Regions from separate parts of the Mus musculus genome. Here region 1 is linked to region 2. The links are chromatin contacts, called in public Hi-C maps. All regions are on one chromosome and are shown on one strand. Each heading gives the region's core, a stretch centred on a gene start, on an enhancer-like site or on the middle of the called end of the contact. The rest is flanking DNA. Distances are from core to core; before and after follow the strand shown.

What was found. A called contact is a pair of places that touch in the nucleus more often than the background predicts.
Region 1: a contact with region 2 is called in a Hi-C map of bone marrow-derived macrophages, with 51 read pairs. The contact joins two enhancer-like sites. A contact is called at or near these places in 9 of 484 Hi-C or Micro-C datasets (the HPC-5 cell line, LSK cells, bone marrow-derived macrophages and 5 more), 5 of 115 datasets of contacts at active chromatin or transcription factors (bone marrow-derived dendritic cells, bone marrow-derived macrophages, hepatocytes and 2 more) and 4 of 9 other capture datasets (adipose tissue, bone marrow-derived macrophages, liver and 1 more).

The regions. Positions count from the first base shown.
Region 1 is chr5:18,012,116-18,014,957 of GRCm38.p6, reverse strand. The region is part of intron 5 of Gnat3 (guanine nucleotide binding protein, alpha transducing 3); the gene reads right to left. Among named protein-coding and RNA genes, the nearest start is that of Gnat3, 51 kb to the right of the region's middle. Within about 2 kb of position 1,512, at least 43 of the 459 cell types and tissues checked have an H3K27ac peak or open chromatin away from gene starts, as enhancers often do. A contact at or near this core is called in bone marrow-derived macrophages and conventional type 1 dendritic cells, where this site is marked.
Region 2 is chr5:17,853,035-17,855,819 of GRCm38.p6, reverse strand. It overlaps a transcript of Cd36 not described here. Among named protein-coding and RNA genes, the nearest start is that of Cd36, 19 kb to the right of the region's middle. Within about 2 kb of position 1,504, at least 33 of the 459 cell types and tissues checked have an H3K27ac peak or open chromatin away from gene starts, as enhancers often do. A contact at or near this core is called in bone marrow-derived macrophages and conventional type 1 dendritic cells, where this site is marked.

The DNA.
Region 1 (2,842 bases), core at 263-2,762, 160 kb before region 2:
TATTTTCAAGAATAAATAGACTGGAAGATTGGATGTGTCAATCTGATAACATGATTCTCTCTATCTCTACCTGCATTTCTTTTTTATCCAATAAGTTTGTGTTCTGTGCTAACACTGATTTAAATCAGTTTACATGAAGATGAGAAGATATAATTGCTGTTTTCAAAGATCTTGCTGGCTGACAGAGAGATAAATATGCAAGCACTCATAGTATTATGCAATTAAATATTCAATTATTCAAAAAGTATGTCAGTACACAATGGGGTTCAAGTTATTCTGAAGGATCATGGGAATCATTCAAAAAGAGGTGTTTAAATGTGCTGACTCAGTTCTATATTATCGAATTGGTAGCAATTGTCGTGTCAGAGAAAAGTGATAAGTAGCCAGCACTCCCTCTTTGTACCACCCTTTCCCCTTTCTCCAGGTACTGAACAGCTAAAATGAAGTCACCAGTGTCTACTCAGGGCCAGTAAAAGCCTCCTCACACATTGCCCTGTTGCTGCTTTTCCAGCCTCCAGAAAGACTGGCCCCGAACTTCCCCCTTTGTTTAAATATGTTTCATGGTGACTGGACATTTCAAGTTCACCTTCCTCTTTTCCATGGGTTCTCTTTGCTTTAGAATAAGAAATAAACTTGTGATGACTCACAGTCTGTGGTGACTATTCTCATCCTCACTATTCTTCGGAAGATGGTTCATATCAATCTCCTCTCAACCCAATAAAATCATGGTGTTCTCTTAGTTTAAATCAACATAAATATAACTTTTAGAGGGCTCTTTCATGACCTCTCTCCTTTGGGGGGGGTCACGTAGTTTTCTTTCCCTTTTAATTAGTTAATTATTTTTTGAGATGGGGTCTCCTGTAGCACAGAGTAGACATGAATCCACTACGTAGCTGAGGCTGTCCTTTCTTTCTGCTTTCACGTTACAGAATGTAGGATCACAGGTATGTGGCATCATACATCTGTATGACATCATACAGGTATATGGCATCATACAGATATGTGGCCTCATACCAGGCTTCTTTTTTTCCCCACTGTTCATTACCACTTCTCTCTCAACTTTCACGTTTTGTCATCAATGTCTTGTCCACAGCGGAGGCATTCTGAGAGACTTCATACGTTCTCTTTCTTCATTTCCACTACTTTATATGGAACCGCTGTCACTTGGTGAGAGCCATACCAGACACTAAAAACTATGTATGGTTCTTCTGCTTAGCACCATGCTAATGAAATGGATGGACAATTTTTATGACAAGCACGTGTGAAAGTATCTAGGTGTGAGGTGACAGAGTGTGACTGCAGAAAGCAAGTAAAGTTTTTAAAAACCAGAACAAAAAAACTGACTTAGTTACCTCAACTATTCATTGTCTGTTTAATCAAAGGTTATAGAATGTTTGTAATACTAGTCACTGAAAGATTTAGCTTTCTAATCTGTCATTAGTCAAGTGTAGCTAGTAGAGAAGGGTTATAAACTACAGTGCACTGATGAGTAATTACAAAAAAAATGCCAACTGTGAAAATCTAAGAAAATGAGGAATTGAGTTTTAGCAGGTGTCTAGGGAAACATCTGGGTATCAGCAAAAGAGGAAACAGCAAAAACAAAAGATTGAAGGAGTCTCAACGAGCTGCTTATGGTTGACTAGCTGTAGAGTAACTGACTCGTAGGAATCTTAGATTTTTATATTGCAGTCATTGAGGTGTGGAGTAGGAGATAATTAATAATTTGTATGGAAGATTGACATTGTTTATTATGTTACTGAGGCTACTTTAAACTGAGGACAGAAGACATTTGATAAGGTTGAAACTAAGTTATAAGCTACAGGAATATCTGAGATGGAGATGATAATTAGTGAAAGCGTCTGAATGTACAGATCTAGAAGATGATGAACCTTAGCCAAACCAATGTCAATCAACTAATTTCATGAAGAATAGCAGAAGTATAATGCGTTGGATATTGTAATAAAAGCAAGTATGTAATGCCAGTACTCTGGAGGCAGAAATAGGAGTATCAGAGCAAACTCAAGACCACACACACAATCTACATAGTCAGAGGCTGGCTAAAGGAAAGAAAAAAAAAACATTACTTTGTACTTCATATTTCTCATGTTAACACAGGAAAGAACAGATAAGTGAAGCTTAAATTTATCCACTGATAAGAGGGGAAAATTCAAAAAGTCTAAAGTTTAACTACAAGTTGGAAAATACAGGCAAAAAGATAAGAACAGAAATAACAAAGCTATCTCTGGGGAAAAGAAAAAAATTCCTCAAATGCTCCAACCCAAACCCCTACTGTGCTGCAAACTCTTGAGCATAGGGAAGAATCTTTGACTCAGAGCCTCAGAAGGAGGAACTTATAAGAAATTTACAGCTGTTTTTCTTACCTTTCAGAGGTGTTCGGATAACTTGTTCAAGGTTGTCATTCATTTAACAGTTCTGAGTCTGCTATATTTTAGTCTCTGTGCTAGATAATAGGCTCATTTGTGTGATAGTCTCTACTTATATAAACACTTATATACTACATCATAGGTCCCTAACTCATTCTAGCATGTGGAGCTAGCTGGAATGATCTCTAGTTATCTCTCTCCAGATCATACAGCAGTTTTTTTTATTATTGAGTTTTCTTCTGGCATGTTTCCCCACCTTTCAATAGGAATAGTGTAGAACTTCTGGATTGTGGGTGATATACATGTTCTCCACTTTGTTATCTGTTAGTCTGTTTGGATCCTAGGATCTTATCAAAGGAACGGGATGCTGTGCCCGAGGCTGTGCATGAACTCAGGCTCTGGAAAGCACATCACGAAGATAGCATTAATAGCGGGCTTTTCCAGTCCAGCTGCCATTC
Region 2 (2,785 bases), core at 255-2,754:
TCCCATTCCCCCACACCCCCACCAAACCCAAACAAACAAAAACTCAAAATAAAAAAAAAAAAAAACACCACCAACATCAAACCAGATTGAACCCTGATATTTTTTATTTAGGAAGAAGTATAGAGAATGACTTTGTCACCTCTCAGTCTTTACAGATCAGAATAGATAAGCTACAGGACTTAAATCATTTAAAAGACTATTGGGTGATATTAATTGGCTCAGACCATATTTAAAATTATCCACTTCCTAATTTAGACCTCTGTTTGATATAGTCAGGGATTATTTAGAGCCTAGATATCCTAAGACACTTACCACTGGGGCCCAAGAGGCCCCAAGGATAGCAGAAAAAGCTATTGCCTTACATAAAGTGACAAGACTTTATTATATTAAGTCCAGGCTCTTGGTCCTTATTTCAACATACAATATACCTACTGGCTGTTTATGACAGGAGGGTTCTTTGGAATGGCTTCATTTACCTGTGTCTTCCAAGAAGGCTTTAGCTTCATACACTGATTTGGTGGCCACAGTCATAATAAAAGCCTGACATAGAAGCAAGGAATTTTTTGGTCAAGATGTTTCAGAGATTATTACTATTACAGTATTGAACAAGTAATTATTTTGCTCTCTGAATCTGATAATTGGCTGACTGCTACTTTGGGTTTCACAGATATTTATAAATATCATTTGCTTCTGTCCCCTCTTTTGCAGTTTGTCCATAAACATTTTTTCCCTCCCATTTGCCATATCTCTCCTTTACCTTCTCATGCAGCCTTGGTATTTACACATGACTCTTCTAATGACACAGCAGCATCTATCATTAATGCTAAGCCACATTCCTTTTCCACAGAGGAAACTTTGTCTCAGAGGGTAGAGCTCAGAGCAGTTCTTGTAGTATATGATTGCCCCTAAGACAAGACTTTTAACCTATATGCAGACTCCTGCTACACTGTTTCCTCATCTTGAAAATGCTTTGTTTCTTGCTACATAGACTTCTGTATTTTCACTTTTACTACAGCTTCAAGTTGCAGTTCCTTCTCAGTCTTTCTCATTTTTCATTGAGCACATTCATGCTCCTTTTTAGCTTCCTGGTCCTTGACATTTGGCAGATTGACTTACTCAGCCCACTGTTTGCTCAATGCAGGAACATCATAGAGACCATGCTCTGCACCATCAAAGTACTTCTGCTCTTCAACTTGAGTTTCACATTCCACATGAAACAGCACATGCTATTATTAGAGACTGTTCCACTTTCCCTATGTCTCTGCATCCTCTTCTTTTCTAGGTAGAACCCCAGGGTCTTCATGCTAAATTGGACCTGACTCACTTTCCTTCATTGGAAAGGGTCTGGATATTTTACCCAGGATGCTGACACACCTGTTTGAGTTCTTGATGATGAGACATCATCACAGCAAAATACCTTGTTCCACCGCTGTCCAAGCTGAATGGGTAACACAAACACCCACTACTGGGGAGCTAGCCGGGTCCACCCACACTTCTCCCACTGGCTCTAGAGGAGGAGATAATGGTGAGAAAGTTTCACTTCACCATTGTGTCTACAACACCCAGAACACTGCTTTGTTCACTTGGGGTCAGATCAAAGCCCTCACGAGCCAAGAATTTGCCTCACATTTTTTGTTTATAGCTGCAATTGCTTTGCTCACTGTTCAGGTATTCCTTTATGGGTTTTTTTTTTTTTTTTGTTTTTGTTTTTTTTTTTTTTTTTTGTGCCGAGGAAGGTCAATTCTGGACTTATGTTCCTGAGCCATCATTGTTCCATCCTGTCACTTGGGATCATGAGGACTTTATAGTTGTGGTAAAGGACCCTAAACCGATGGGATGCGGGGTGGGATTGTGTTGCATTTGTTACTCACAAGATGTATGTTATTCTAAATTACACTGGATATGCTGATGGCTCACCCATCTGTTTTGCCACTGTAGATTTCTCTTCAGCATGGTTGTATTTCTCTTAATTATAGAACCTTGTTGACTAATTTTCCTAAAAGAGGACCAGATGGTGACAGATACCCCTGGACTTGGAACTTTGTTTCTCCTTCTGATGAGATTTCTCCTGGGGCCCTTACAATGCTAAGGATACCCCCTAGTTCCTTCTCCAGCTGTTTGCCAGCTGAACAATTTAATCACAATTGGGATATGGTTGATCCAGGAAGAGGCTACCCACAATGGTTATGCTGAGTGTTTCCCAGGAAAGGAGTTACTTCTATGTTAAAGAATCCCCAGACAACATATATAATTGCTCTATTCCTAGTCATGGTTATGGTTATAGGAATTATTTGAATGCCAGTAATGTTTGCTTTCCTGGAATGAGGATATACTTAAAAGGCTTTCGCCAATTAGTTATTGGTTTTCTGCTGGATGAGTGCCTTCTACTTTTCTAGCTAAACCATCTGACCATCTTGTCCTCCAAAGACATTTATATAAACTTTTTCTGCAACCAACTAGATTGTCATTAAATGTCCTTTGCTAAAATGTTCTTCTTTTTACTCTGGGTTTTAAGCCTATATTATTTTTTCTTTTGCAATTTTGACTGAAAGTTTGCTCAGTGCTCTAATATTTGAGAAAAAAATTCCTTTTATGATGCCTCCCGTGTTACTTGTGTTATAACAAATTGTACTAATCAGACATTTTCCCCTGGCATTCTTTTCTTTGCTTTGCTTTGCTTTGCTTTTCTTTGCTTTTCTTTGCTTTTCTTTTCTCTTCTCTTCTCTTCTCTTCTCTTCTCTTCTCTTCTCTTCTCTTCTCTTCTTTTCTTTCTTTCTTTTTTTTT